Linked DNA regions of Mus musculus: region 1 is linked to region 2. The links are chromatin contacts, called in public Hi-C maps. All regions are on one chromosome and are shown on one strand. Each heading gives the region's core, a stretch centred on a gene start, on an enhancer-like site or on the middle of the called end of the contact. The rest is flanking DNA. Distances are from core to core; before and after follow the strand shown.

Evidence for each region. Hi-C and Micro-C count contacts between places; a contact is called where the count stands out from the background.
Region 1: a contact with region 2 is called in a Hi-C map of CD4 T cells, with 6 times the contacts expected there. The contact joins the promoter of Zfp68 here to the promoter of Ran in region 2. A contact is called at or near these places in 1 of 484 Hi-C or Micro-C datasets (CD4 T cells) and 1 of 9 other capture datasets (pancreatic islet).

What each region holds. Positions count from the first base shown.
Region 1 is chr5:138,617,184-138,623,521 of GRCm38.p6, reverse strand. It overlaps Zfp68 (zinc finger protein 68), which reads left to right and starts at 3,779. Exons shown (of 6, transcript NM_013844.2): 1 at 3,779-3,913. A430033K04Rik (RIKEN cDNA A430033K04 gene) reads right to left here and starts at 663. Exons shown (of 4, transcript NM_183025.2): 1 at 534-663. The coding sequence starts at 572.
Region 2 is chr5:129,018,527-129,025,303 of GRCm38.p6, reverse strand. It overlaps Ran (RAN, member RAS oncogene family), which reads right to left and starts at 5,148. Exons shown (of 7, transcript NM_009391.3): 1 at 5,026-5,148; 2 at 4,730-4,776; 3 at 4,536-4,620; 4 at 4,313-4,438; 5 at 3,114-3,301; 6 at 2,759-2,929; 7 at 983-2,530. The coding sequence starts at 4,765. The coding sequence ends at 2,486.

The DNA of each region.
Region 1 (6,338 bases), core at 2,530-5,029, 9.6 Mb before region 2:
ATATCATTTGGAATAAATGGGAGGCTTTCAAAAGTGCAGCTGCTCTGCAGAGTACCTGTAGTAAGCCCAGGACCATACAAAATGGGTGAAAGGGGAAATTTTCGTGTTGGGAGTGTGGGCGAGGATGTGGAAGAACAGGTAGTAGACTGCAGTGGAGCTGGCTTAGGTTCTGGGTTTGCGACCCTGTTTCCCATTCATTTGTGAAGTTCGGGCTAGGTGGGCCACGGAGAGAACGAAGGGACTGGGGATTCTAGAAAACATAGTTCCTTTAGTGAATGACCGTCACATTCAGAGACTCTCCCCTGATGATCCACCAAGTCCTCGCCACGCATGATCCGGAGCAAACAGGCAGCCAGAGCAGAGCTGCTCAGAAAAGGCGCCAGAACCCTCAGGTAGAAGGACAGGACGCCCAGGCTCCAGCAACCCCGCAGCCCAGGGGATCCAGATCAGCTGCCCAGGAGGCCTCACCGCAGACCCTGCTCTGCCACAGCGCTTCCCGCACTGTCACCTCCGGGCGCCACACGTACACTCACCATGTCCACTTCTGGGAGCCGCTGGCGTCTTCTCACCATCGCCCAGCACTTACAGCGTCACCGCGCCACCGAAGCTGAGCAACAGCTTCCCTAGCAGCATACAGTGATTCCAATATGGAGGGTCCCAGACAAAGGCTGGTTGACAGCCAAAGCCCGCCCCTACCCTCCGTTTGTGTGTCTGATTGGGCACGTCTTGAGGCTAGGGCCTCTGATTGGACAGAGCTTCAGGTTCTCTGTCCTCTGAAAGACAGTAGTTGGCTCCAGCTCACAGCTGAAGGAGCTCAGGTTAACAGGTTCTTAGCTGCAGCTGTTGGGGACTCTGGCTCCTGTCACGTCTCCAAGTTTGGACTTCTATAGGAGGCCTGACCCTCGGTCTTCTCCAGCTATGGGGTAGCCACGAGTCCTGTCGCGTATATGCACAAAGACTTCAGCCTCTGTTAAAACCTTATGCCTTCAGGTCCATACGCGTTGCTTTTAGCCTGCTAAAGTCCTCTCTGGACCACAGCTCACATTTGCTTTTAATTCTATACATAAAGTCATATGTGATTATGAGTTAAGTATGTGTACATGTGTTTAGTCGAATAAACAAATGGGAAGATGTCCGTTTTCAAAATCATCTCAAAATTTCTGAAATCTGCTCTCATTAGCTTTGCCTTCAAAATGGAAAGAGACTTGTAAAAGTTTTCTTATATTCAGATTAAAAATTGCAGGCAAAGTCAACCTTGGTGGCGCGTGCCTGTATGTACTCCTTAGCACTTGAAAGACAGAGTCAGGGAAATCGCAATCTCAAGTTCAGCTTGGCTACAGGATGAGTTTTATGGCACCTTGGGACGCATATCTAAACCCTGACTTGAAATAAATGAATACACGTGATGTTGATTGCAATGACCCATTGCACCTAAAATATCTTTATAATCTGACCAGTGAAAACTTGATGACTTTTATGTGCTATTGGGACAAGATCTTCAAACGTATTTAGATTCTAGCTTGCCTCCACTCAGAACAGCTACAAAATCCTTTTGAGAGCTATGACTTTCCTGGTCTCAGGAAGTAGAAGGGACTGCTCTATACATATTTTTGTAAGCTCAGCAACATCTAATAAGAGGAGATGGAGATCAGTGTCTATTCGGCACCTTTTGTTAGTCAAGTGACTTGTAAGCAGTATCAAGTCCTCGTAACCTGCTTTTCTCTGTAGTCCAGGGAATGATCTGGGGTTTTGAATAAATGTGTTTACTGAGTATATAGCAAGGAAAAAAAGTAAAAGGATAAATTGCATGTCGTTGATTGACAGAACCAGCAGAGTTTACAATACTCAGTAAGGACAGCTGGAGGAACCTGACTAAGAGAGCTAACAGGCTGGAGAAATGGCTTAAGAACGTTTAAAGTTCTGTCCTGAGGACCAGAGTTCAAATCCAGCACTCATATCAGGTGACTCAAAACCATCTGTAACTTCAGTTCCAAGGGATCGTATGCTCTCTTCTGGCCTTCGGGGCACCTTCATGTACATGTCTGCATACACTTACACAAACACATATATGTACACACACACACACACACACACACACACACACACACAGAGGCACCAAAGTGACAAAATGAGAAATTGGTAGTGTTTACAGTCATGCAGCAGGAGTTGATCAGGGGCCATCAAGGCAGTCACCTGGGGTTCCTGATTATAATCTTTTCCACCATGAATCTTTTCCTGGCTTCTCCTTCCTAATGCAGGGATTTTTACCACAGTATGAACAATAGTAATGTTTGTTGAAAGTGGTTTATCTTTTAGCGGTTGCTATTGATGCACTGTGCTCAATAGTCTAGCATGCTTGTGTTTTGTTTTGCTTTGTTTTGTCTTTTTTGCTCTCCTTGTTACAGAGCTGGCAAGTCAGCCTGACTCAGGACAGGGAGTTTGGGGAGGAGAACAGGGAGGAGGGCCTTCTTGCTGCCCGAGTCTGCTTTTAAAACACTTGAAATAGCACATGACCGTTTGCTTATGTAATTTGTATTACAGTCACATAAGGTTGGATAACACGCCCTTCATTGTTCGGTAAACCAGCAGTGATTTTCTCTAAAGAAAATACCAGGCAAGACAATACTGATGTCATGACAATACTCAAGGCTCACCAATAGTTGCCTCTAGACCTATAAGCAGACTCAAGGCAAAGCAGGCCCCTAGAGGGGAGGTAGAAAGTATAGTCCTCGAGGAAGTATGCTACACTACAAAGGAGCTTTGTGAGTTTGCTAAGTCATTCAAACAGAAGTCTGTTTTATTTCTGTGAAGAGATACCAAGTCCAGGCTCTTTCTCCTCCTTTCCACGTGTGGATCAGGATGTAGCTCTCAGCTACCACTTCAGCACCAGGTACTTCACCATGCTCCCCACAACTGTGATAACAATAATAACAGACTAACCTCTGAAACTGTCAGCAGCCCCTCCTATCCCCCCTCCCAGTTAAATGCTTTCTTTTATAAGAATTGTCTTGGTCATGGTGTGCACCTTTGTTGTTCAAAATCAAGTGACCGGCCCCGAAATTATAAACATAGAGGAAATGGTAAAAATAACTCATCAGGTTAATATAGAAAAGACCATGAATTTGAGATGGAGAGAGGGAGGGGATATGAAAGGGTTTGGAGGAAGAAGACATGGTAAGAGTTGGAGAGAGGAAAGGAAAGAAAGAAATGATGTAAATATATTTAAAAGAATTTAAAAGAAAAACCCCATATACACCAGTATCACTCAAAGGAAAAAAAAAACTTAATTATTTTCATCACAAAAGGTCACACACTTAAGACAGTATATAATTTTTGCCTTGAATCCTTTTCTAGTACATTTTGGAAAGTCCAGACCGTCACAGCTGTACCAGAAAAAAGGCTCTAGGTAAGCCTGAAATAGAACCCAGATCCTCATTCTTTTGAGCAAACCATGTGACCTAGCTTATTCGCTATAAATTATGGAGGCAGACACTGTACATAGCAAGCTTTGTGTGTGTGTAAAATCACGCCACACGTTTATGTGATTTTAGGTATAGGAATATAAGGAATATGCTGAGTTTCACAAGAAACCCTCTGTCTTAAAATTAGCTGCAGCCAAGAACCTGTCATTCTGAGCTCCTACAGCTGTGCGTTGGCGCCATCTACTGTCACTCAAGGGGCTGGACCCGGAGCCCTGTCCAATCGGAGGCACTGAGTTGAGAAGTGTCCAATCAGACACACAGAGGGAGGGCGGGGGGCGGGCTTTGGCTGTCACCGGTCCTTTGTCTGGGAGCCGCCATCTTGGGCTCGGTGTTCCTGCCCAGGAGCCTCCTGCGCAGCTTTGTTGGCGTAGTGACGCTGTGGGTGCTGGACGATGGTGGGAGGACACCAGCGTCTCGCAGAAGTGGACTTGGTGAGTGTGCGGGTGGTGTCCGGAGGTGATGGCGCGGGAGCTGGGCGCGCTGTTGCGGAACGGGGTCTGCAGTCAGGCCTCGCGGGCGCTCGCGCTGGATCCCCGGGGCTGTGGGACTGCTCGAGCCCGGGCGTCCTGTCCCTCCGGATGCGGTGACTTCAGCGGGCTCTGGGCTACTCTGAGAAGGCTGCTTGGTTCCCGCAGGTTGTGTTGTGTTGGGTTCTTTTCCATTCCGTCTGTGAGGCTTTTTCTACGAGAGTGAGTGTGGCCCACCGGATACTTAGTTTCTCCTTCCTTCTTATGAGCCTGCTGGTTTCCTCTAATTTTTATAGAGGGTTGGGCATCCAGTCTCAAATCCAGAATCCTGAATGCCAGCCCCGCCCCTCCATATTCTTTATAAGCGTTCCCTGCCCCTATATTTACCTTTTTGCCTATTTTCTCAAATACCAACTTCCAGTTTCCATTATGTTAACTGTTATTCATTGTACATTTCAAATATGCAGTATTGTATAATGTAGTTTTTTTTTTCAATTTCTAGAGTACTAGAGAAAAGTACACTCTCAAGAACTTTAAATTTTTTTTTTTCTGTTTGTGAACACATCACGAAAACAGAAAGGAAAACAAATCATTTGACTCCTGAACATTGTGGGAAAAGTCATTGAGTTTTACATGAATGCTCTGTTAATGTGTTTCAGCATGCATATTACCATATAGCAACAAAATGGAATACTTGTTAACTATTTGCATACCAAAGTATCTGAGCATAACAGTTTAGTTTTGTTTTAATGCTGGTCATGTTTACAAATGTCCTCAAAAGTTCGATTGTATTTTAAGTTGTTTATGGGCTCATCCTTGGGGCATCTTTATGCACAGTAGGCCATGTCTGGAATTCAGTTCAATCAAGAACCAACTCATTGCCAAGTTGAGCAAATGATATTATTTAGAAAACATAGGTAAAGACCAAAACACCACAACTTAGTAAGTAGTAGATTATTTTACTTATATGTAAATATGTTTATTTGTGTGATTGTTTGCCATTAGCATGCAGTACCTTGGAGGCCAGAAGAGGGCACTGGACCCACTGCAGCTGCTGTAACAAGTTGTGAGGCATCTGGGAACTGAACTTGGGTCCTCTGGAAGGCTGGCTTTATTAAGAATCAAGTATTCTTAAATACTGAGCCAGTTCTCGAGCCCTAAGATTTTTATATTACCTAAGACTGACTTACAGAGAAGTCAACAAAAGATGATGGTTTAAAAAGTCACGGGTTTGGCCCTGCCCTCACATTGCATACACCTGAAGAACATTAAAGAGTATTCATTTCTAAGTGGGCCAGTATAGCGATTCATATTTCATTGACTCATTGCAACTTGAATTTTGGAGATTTTAAGTCTTTCTGGGGGTTAGGAATGGGAGTTCAGGGTTCTAGAAACATTTTCAATGTGCTACAAGTATTAGTTATATTGCAGGATCAATGTCAAGTGTTTGAGAACAGCTTTGCTTAGTGAAAGGGAAAGAACAAATTCAGGATACTTAGCTGTATCTTTCTCCACATTCCAACAAGACAAAATGCTTTGTAGAATCATGTCTTCGGGTCACTTTCACAGTAAGGTGTTCCATGCACCGTGATTTGTATTTATCTACAGAAATCATAAGTGACCTATAAGTACTAAAAGTGAAGAAAATAATAATTGGTGTGCCTGTGGGAGCATTAGCCATGTTTGCAGATTTCTCCTGAGATGAGAAGTCAGAAACAGACTGTTGCTCCTTGATTTCTTGGGTTCTGCTATTAGAACAAGTGTCCTTTATGGAGGACTGAGAAGGACCAGATCAATGACCGGAGGAGACTTGTTGTTTAGTGGTGACCATTGGTTTTGGTTGTCAGGTTGCATTTGGTTCAAGTCCTGGATCCAAGTTTTTTTTTTTTAATTTTTTTTTTTTATTTTTCATTTTTAAGGACTGGAGAGCTGGCTTAGCCATTAAAGGTTACACACCTTTACCACAATACAAACAGCGGTATTTTTTATTGATTCTCTAACAGTTTCATACATGGATACAGAGTGTCTTAATCAAGTTACCCCTGCTCCCCTTAGGCACCCCCAATAGGCCCTTCTCCTACTCTTATTGTCCCCTTTATTCATATCACCCAGAGTCTAATTAGTTAGGCCAGCTGCCTAATACCTGTTGGGAGTCCCTTGACTTGGAACAGGTACAGAAACCTCATCTACAAGCAGAGGCTGAGTGAGAGTGAGCTTTGAATGTCAGCAACTTGCCAGGAGTTCTCTGTCCATAACCAGGACAGTCCCATTGAAAGGAGCTCTGTTTCCTAAACCTTCGATTCTGGCTGCTTGACGCATTGCTTGTGAGGCTGTCAATGGGAAAGTGCAGGTCTGGCGCCCGCCCGCACTGCAGAGGTCCTGGAGAGCA
Region 2 (6,777 bases), core at 3,899-6,398:
TCCCACAAGAGCCAACCAGGGACACTGCTAATGACACTCTTCTATGCTTGCAGACAGGAGCCTGAGTTAACTGTCTTCTGAGAAGCTTCATCTAGCAACGATGGAAACATGCAGAGACCCACAGTCAAACAGCAGGTGGAGCTAGGGGAGTCTTAGGCAAGTGGCTGAGGGAGCTGAAGGGATCATCTCAGACCTAAAGTAAACTAACCTGGGCCCATGGGGACTCAGAGAGACTGAACCACCAACCAGAGCATGTGTGGGCTGGACCTAGGCCCCTTACACATATGTAACAATTGCTAACAATTGCGTATCTTGGGTCTTCATGTGAATTCCCTAACAATTGGAGGGGGGATTGAGTCTTGTCTGCCCTTGGATCACTATCCCCTAGCTGGGCTGCTTTGTCCGGCCAGTGGGAGATGTGCTTAGTCCTGACTCTATGTAGCAGGGAGGGTTGGTGCTTAAGGGGGTGGGGGGCCTTCACCTTCTCTGACGTGAGAGGAAGTGAGGGTTTCAATCAGGTTATAAACTGATTAAAAACAAAAAAATGGGGGCTAGAGATAGCTCAACTGATAAGTGCACTGACTGCTCTTCTAGAGTTCAATTCCCAGCAACCACATGGTGGCTCATAACCATCTGTAATAGGATCAGATGCCCTCTTCTGGTGTGTCTGAAGACAGCTAGTGTATCCTATACATAAAAAAAATTTTTTTAAATCCAAAGCCCACAGAATAAAGCTGTTTCTCAAATGCCAGACCCCAGCTTCTCTGTTGGTGACACTGCTTCAATCAGCCATAACTGCTGGGTAATAAATGATTAGTAAGGAGCCATCTATTCAAGGATGCTTTTTTAAGGGAGGGGGGAGATTTCCCCTACTTGTAAAAACTGGAGAGAACTCGCTATTTGGCAGATCAAACTTCAAATCTTAAAAAAAAAATGTTATTCACAACTCCTACAGCAAATACTAGAGATGACTCAGAAAACTGAGGCAAAGCAGAAATGATATATATTTAAGTTCTTCCAATAAATAATGTAAATCTCTGCACTCTGGTTAAACACACGTAAGCAGCTCCCACATTTAACTGTTACAAAAATCAGAAAGTCATAAAGGTTCTACATTCTATACCAGGTTTACACACAATGTATTAATTCAAGACATCTAAATGAGGTTTCATCCCAGTCAGGGGAGAGGGTCTTCACCTGATCATAGCATAGCACATACATCAAATTTGAGTCTTGCAATCAGTCTGCTGAAGCTAGAATGCACAGTATGAGTTCCTTCCACCTTCCCCACTGTATTTAAGTCATCTACCTTCTTTGGGGAGAAAAAAACAAAACAAAACAAACACCAACAACTATGTGAAGGTATCCACCCTTCTAGGAACTTTGGTAGACTGGACCAGCAGAGCACACGGAATGGCTTGCTGTAAATACATCTGAGCAACACAGTTGTGCCGGGATCACACACCTAAGTCTCAACTAACACTATCACATCAGAGAAGCCCACCCTACTCCTCAGTGGCAGTAGCCCTAGCATTTCCTCTCCTGCACAACCTATATAAACCCCGTGGGAGAAAAAAAAGATCAGCTGCTGTAATACTGTAACAGCCTACCATGAATTTTTTGAGACAGGTCTCTCAGTCCTGGAACTTGCTCTGTAGACTAAGGTTGGGGGCAAACTCAAGAGATCCTCCTGCCTCTACCTCCTGAGACTACCACTCAATATAGGAGCCAATATTTGAAAGCAGAGGACATCTTAGAGAACCAACATTAGACATGGAAATGAAGAAATGTAGTCCATCTCAGAAAACCCTCAAGCTTCCGTCCGTCAACTGCAGTTCTAACTTCTGAAGGCCTAGGTTACAGAAATTGTCAACTGCAATCCTTAAACATCTGATGCGTACATACTTAAATCTTTAGTTTTACACAAGGTCTTCTCTTAGGTTAAACTACCTGGCTAAATGCAGGTAGGGCAGATATCATCCTAGCTGAGTCACAGACAATCTAAATGTTTATGAAGGTAGGCACAAGGAGAACATAACTGAATAGACCTCAGGTAATAGCAGAAGCATTTTAAACTATAATATGGCACAAGCTCCCTCGTGTTAGTGGCTTTAATAAGCAAGGGATGATTCACTTGTTTAGATTATTTGAAATACAACTTTATTCTGATTCTAAACGAAAAGAATGGGAATGACAGTAACAAACAAGATTTCCCCACTGGATATTGCGATGGGACTGCAGCAGTCTTATCTTTGAAATTCAGAAAGGAAACAACTCTGTTCCAAACAGCTAAATATGCAAGTCCAAAAAATGAAGGTATGTTTAACTGCCACATTCACTCGAAGCCCATTCATCTCCTTCAGCATCCCAATGAAGTACACGATCTGCTTAGCTAAATAAGGTGGCACACGCGCTGCACCGCTGACATCACAGGACAGTTGCCTATAAAACTAGACTTCTGACGCAGGGCTCCAGCTTCACTTTCTCACAGGTCATCATCCTCATCTGGGAGAGCAGTCGTCTGAGCAACCTGGAGCAACAAACAAAAACAAAACAGTGCAGATCAGAACTACCATTACCAAGTCAGGCCGAGCACCACCAGGACTGGTTAAGTGCGCACAGCCAGCTCTTCTAATGACCGGAGCTTGATTCCTAGCACCCCACATGTCTGGGCAGATCCAATGCCAACCTCTGCAGAAACTAGGCAAAGTGCACACACACACACGAAAACAAAACACTGTAAAAAAAGAACAAATACCTCTAAATCATGCTCGTACTGTGCTGCCAAAGCTGGGTCCATGACCACCTCAGGTGGGGCAAGAGCAGGCATGGCAACAAACTCCAAGTTAGGATCTCCAATGAGCTTTCTGGCAAGCCAGAGGAAAGGCTTTTCAAAGTTGTAGTTACTTTTGGCAGAAATGTCATAGTACTGTTTTAAAAGAAAAAGGAATGTATGCTTAATGATTCTATTAATAATCTCCATTCCAGGACATTCTAAACAAAGACATTTTATAATCCACATTAAAACCCTCTGACCAATTTTTAATATAGAACATATACGGGTACCTTATATACAATCTTCTCTAAGAATGAACCGAGAAATTAGAACGTACCTGAAGATTCTTCTTCCGGTGGAAGACAATAGATTTTGCCTTCACTTTCCTGTCTTTAATATCCACTTTGTTGCCACACAATACAATGGGGATGTTTTCACACACTCGTACCAGATCTCTATGCCAGTTAGGTACATTCTTGTAAGTAACTCTTGAGGTTACATCAAACATTATAATGGCACACTGGGCTGAAAAACATTGGAGACAGTAGAGTGTCTTAGTCTACTGCAGGACTCAGTCATCATCTTGGGCCTGACTCTGGATCACCCATCAACCCACTCCATTCAAAAGTCCTCCCTGTCCCCCACTAAAAAGTTAGATGGTAAAACATGGCACACTGACTCCAATTCCTCTTCAAATGAAAACTCCAAAAGTCAAGACCAATTCACTCTATCAACTACCTTCTTCTCCTCAAGGCACCTAATCACTAACTACCAACTGCTGGCCCATCAAAGTTCATCAAAGTTCAAACACCAGTCTTCTAAAATCTGAGCCCAGGTTTCTATAACCTACCCTGCAGGGATGGTGAGGATACAGTTTAAGAGGAAGCACGTGAGCATCCCCATTTTTTTGGTTAAAAAGTTAACCCCGGTTATAAACACCCCTTTGCCTTTACATGCGAAGAAGCCAAAGAACGAATTTTCTCATCATGCTAGTAAGATCACAAGGATATTCATTCGTCTTTAAACACCAACAGACTCTTTCCCCACTAAGCTTTTTCGATTACTTTCAAGGAGAAAAGTAAAAGTACAGTTTCCATGAGGCGGCAGGTTTCACGTGTGAGAGAGGGCCTGGCTCCAGGAGGGGCTAGAGGTTTAGTATCTTGGGGCAAATGCTCACTACTTATTTTAATGATGGGAATAATCACGGGTAAGCTACTGCGTGTAGCCCTTAATTCAAGTTTCGAAAACCAAAAAGTGACCCGGGAGCTTTCCCAATAGCTTAGTCTCCTACTAAGTTCTGAAGCCACACAGTTTGCCCCAAATCAATGCCTAGCATGACACAGCATATGATCAAACGACACCACGGACGATTCTTATAAAAGAAAAAAAAAATCTCCTATCCACTCCAACCAGGTCGCCTCCCTCCAAGAGATTTCTGTCCCCTCTCCTTAGTCACCCGGCAACGGCTGGCTCTCCGGCTCATACCCCAAGCACATGTCCGAGGGCCTGGGCCCACTTCCGCAAGGCCCCCCTCACCTTGGATGTAGTAGCCATCGCGCAGGCCCCCGAACTTCTCCTGGCCGGCCGTGTCCCACACGTTGAACTTGATGGGTCCTCTGTTGGTATGGAAGACGAGCGGGTGCACCTCCACGCCCAGGGTGGCTGCGGGGAACAGGGCGGCAGAAGGGGTCAGCCGTGCACTGCCCGCCGCCTTCCCCCGGAGGCCTCGCTGCCGTGAAGCACCCCCGGCCGCACCTACCTACATACTTCTTCTCAAACTCGCCCGTCAAGTGGCGCTTCACGAAGGTTGTCTTCCCGGTGCCGCCGTCGCCCACCAGGACGAGCTAGATTCAAGAGACGAGGCGGCGGCGTGAGCGGTCCCCGCCATGCCGTCCCCTCCCGACCTCCCCGCTCGCTCGCCCTCCGAGGGCCCCCGTGCGGCCGCACACGCACCTTGAACTGGACCTGCGGCTCTCCCTGGGCGGCCATCGCGGCGGATCCTGCGGGGAGAGAGAGCGGCTGCGGCACGTGCGCCCCACAAAGGCCGCGGCCGGGAAGAGCGCGCGGGAAGGCGGGGACGCGGCGTGAGACGGTGGGGGGAAGGGAAGCGGGCTGAAAAAGCCCAGGGCGCTGCCCGTCCGCCTCGCCTCGCCTCGTCGCCAGCGCCGCCCCGCGCCCACCCGAAGGACACCCAAACCCTCCGGTCACCGCCCGCGCCCGCGCCCGCACCCTCCCGGCCTCGACGCTACCTTCCAGAAGAGTCTCCGCGCCTGTCCGACTGGAGCTGGAAAGATGGCGGAAGCGCGATTCAAATGCCGGAGACGCAGCGGACGCCGGCGCGCGGAGGGGGGGAGGAGCCGGGAGAGGGCGGAGCAACGGCGCCGCGCCCAACCACGCGGCGCGCGTGCACGCGCACGTCCGCTGGAGCCGTCCGACTCGGCCGGGGGCCCTCGGAGCGCCCAGGGCGGGAGAGGGGCGGCGGGTCACGTGGGCCGGCCGAGCGGGGACGCGCACGCACGCGGACCGTGAAGGGCCCGCGGGAGCCGGCGCTGAGCGCGGGCTGCCACGCGCATGCGCTGGCTGCGGGAGGCCGCGCGTTACGCGGGCGGCGGCCTAGCCAGGGGCCTCGTGGGCGGGAAAGGCGGGTGCTGCTTCTCGGTCGCTCGCTGCCGCTCAGCGGGCACCGCCCGACCTTCGTCCCCAAGTCCTGTGTCCACAGGCACCGGGGATCTCGCGGGCGGGCGATCGCTAAGTGTGCGCGGCCGCCGTCTGCAGAATGAATGGAGGGAATGAATGAGGGTGCGCGCGCCCGAGGCCCGGCTTGCGTCAGCCATGCGTGCCCGGCATGGACACGGCCTGGCCTTCCTGGGAGGATGGGACCGGATGCAGTTAGTCCAGGCGTTCAGCATCCCAGGGCCCTTCCTCTGTTGCGTGGTCTGAGTAATCTGTCTCGCAGAAGATACCCTACCCTGGCTCCCTCCTGAGCAGCAATTGACCAGCAAATACAGATGCTGCTGGGGAAATGGAAAATGTATCTCTGATGACCAGAGCTTGGGGGCCCTGCTGTTACTTTGTACTATGCAATCTAAAAGGAGCCAGCACAGGCCTTAGGGTTCCAAGGCTAGCCTGGGCAACTTAGGTAGAAGACAGGTGGGAAAGTGTGCACAAAAACTATAACATAACGTTAACATAGTATGTTTAATGGAACGTCAGTTACATATTTATATAAATACAAAGTTACTATATTTTGGAGTATATGTAACAAGTCGGCTACAAGGGGCTATGCTGTGAGCTGTATTCAATAGAGGATATAACAGGAGGTGGAGATCAAACAGAGTTTAGGAGAAAAACGGTCAACCCGCCTAGTTCCAGTTTGGTAGATTGTTGATACAATGTAGCACCTGGTGCTGGGTGGTGACATCACCAGTGACCCTCTCCCCGAGAAAACTTATCATGAACTTACTTGTCCTGGCAACCAGCCTGCCGAACCGCATCATCTGGTGGCCTGGTTTGTGTTACTAACTGGCCCACGCTTAGAACTTACAAAGAACCTCATCCTAAGAAGCCGAGGGAAACAAGAGAATACACTCAAGCGGGCATAGGCGCAGCTCTCCCTGCAAGCACTGTCTGGACTGCCCACTGCTGCCTGGTTTACAGCATTTTCTTTGCCATCCAACGTGAACTGCAAACCTATTCTTAGCCTGAACTTTAAAACTTAACATGTATGAGTACTGGGGGTGTGGGTGTTGGTCGGGAGACAGCTATAGACAGGCTATTTGTACAGCCTTGGGGGGAAAGTTGCTGTTGCGGAAGGGATTGTAGCTTGTGATGGTTAGTCTACTGGATTTAGGGTTGTGAAGGGTGTGTCTCTTGTACTCACAGAGAGGTTTAACTGAACCTGGGCAGTACCCTAGACTGAACAAAATGGAGACCAGCATCGGTCTCTCTGCTTCCTGACTGTGGATACAATGTAACCAGCCACCTCACACTCTCACCATTAT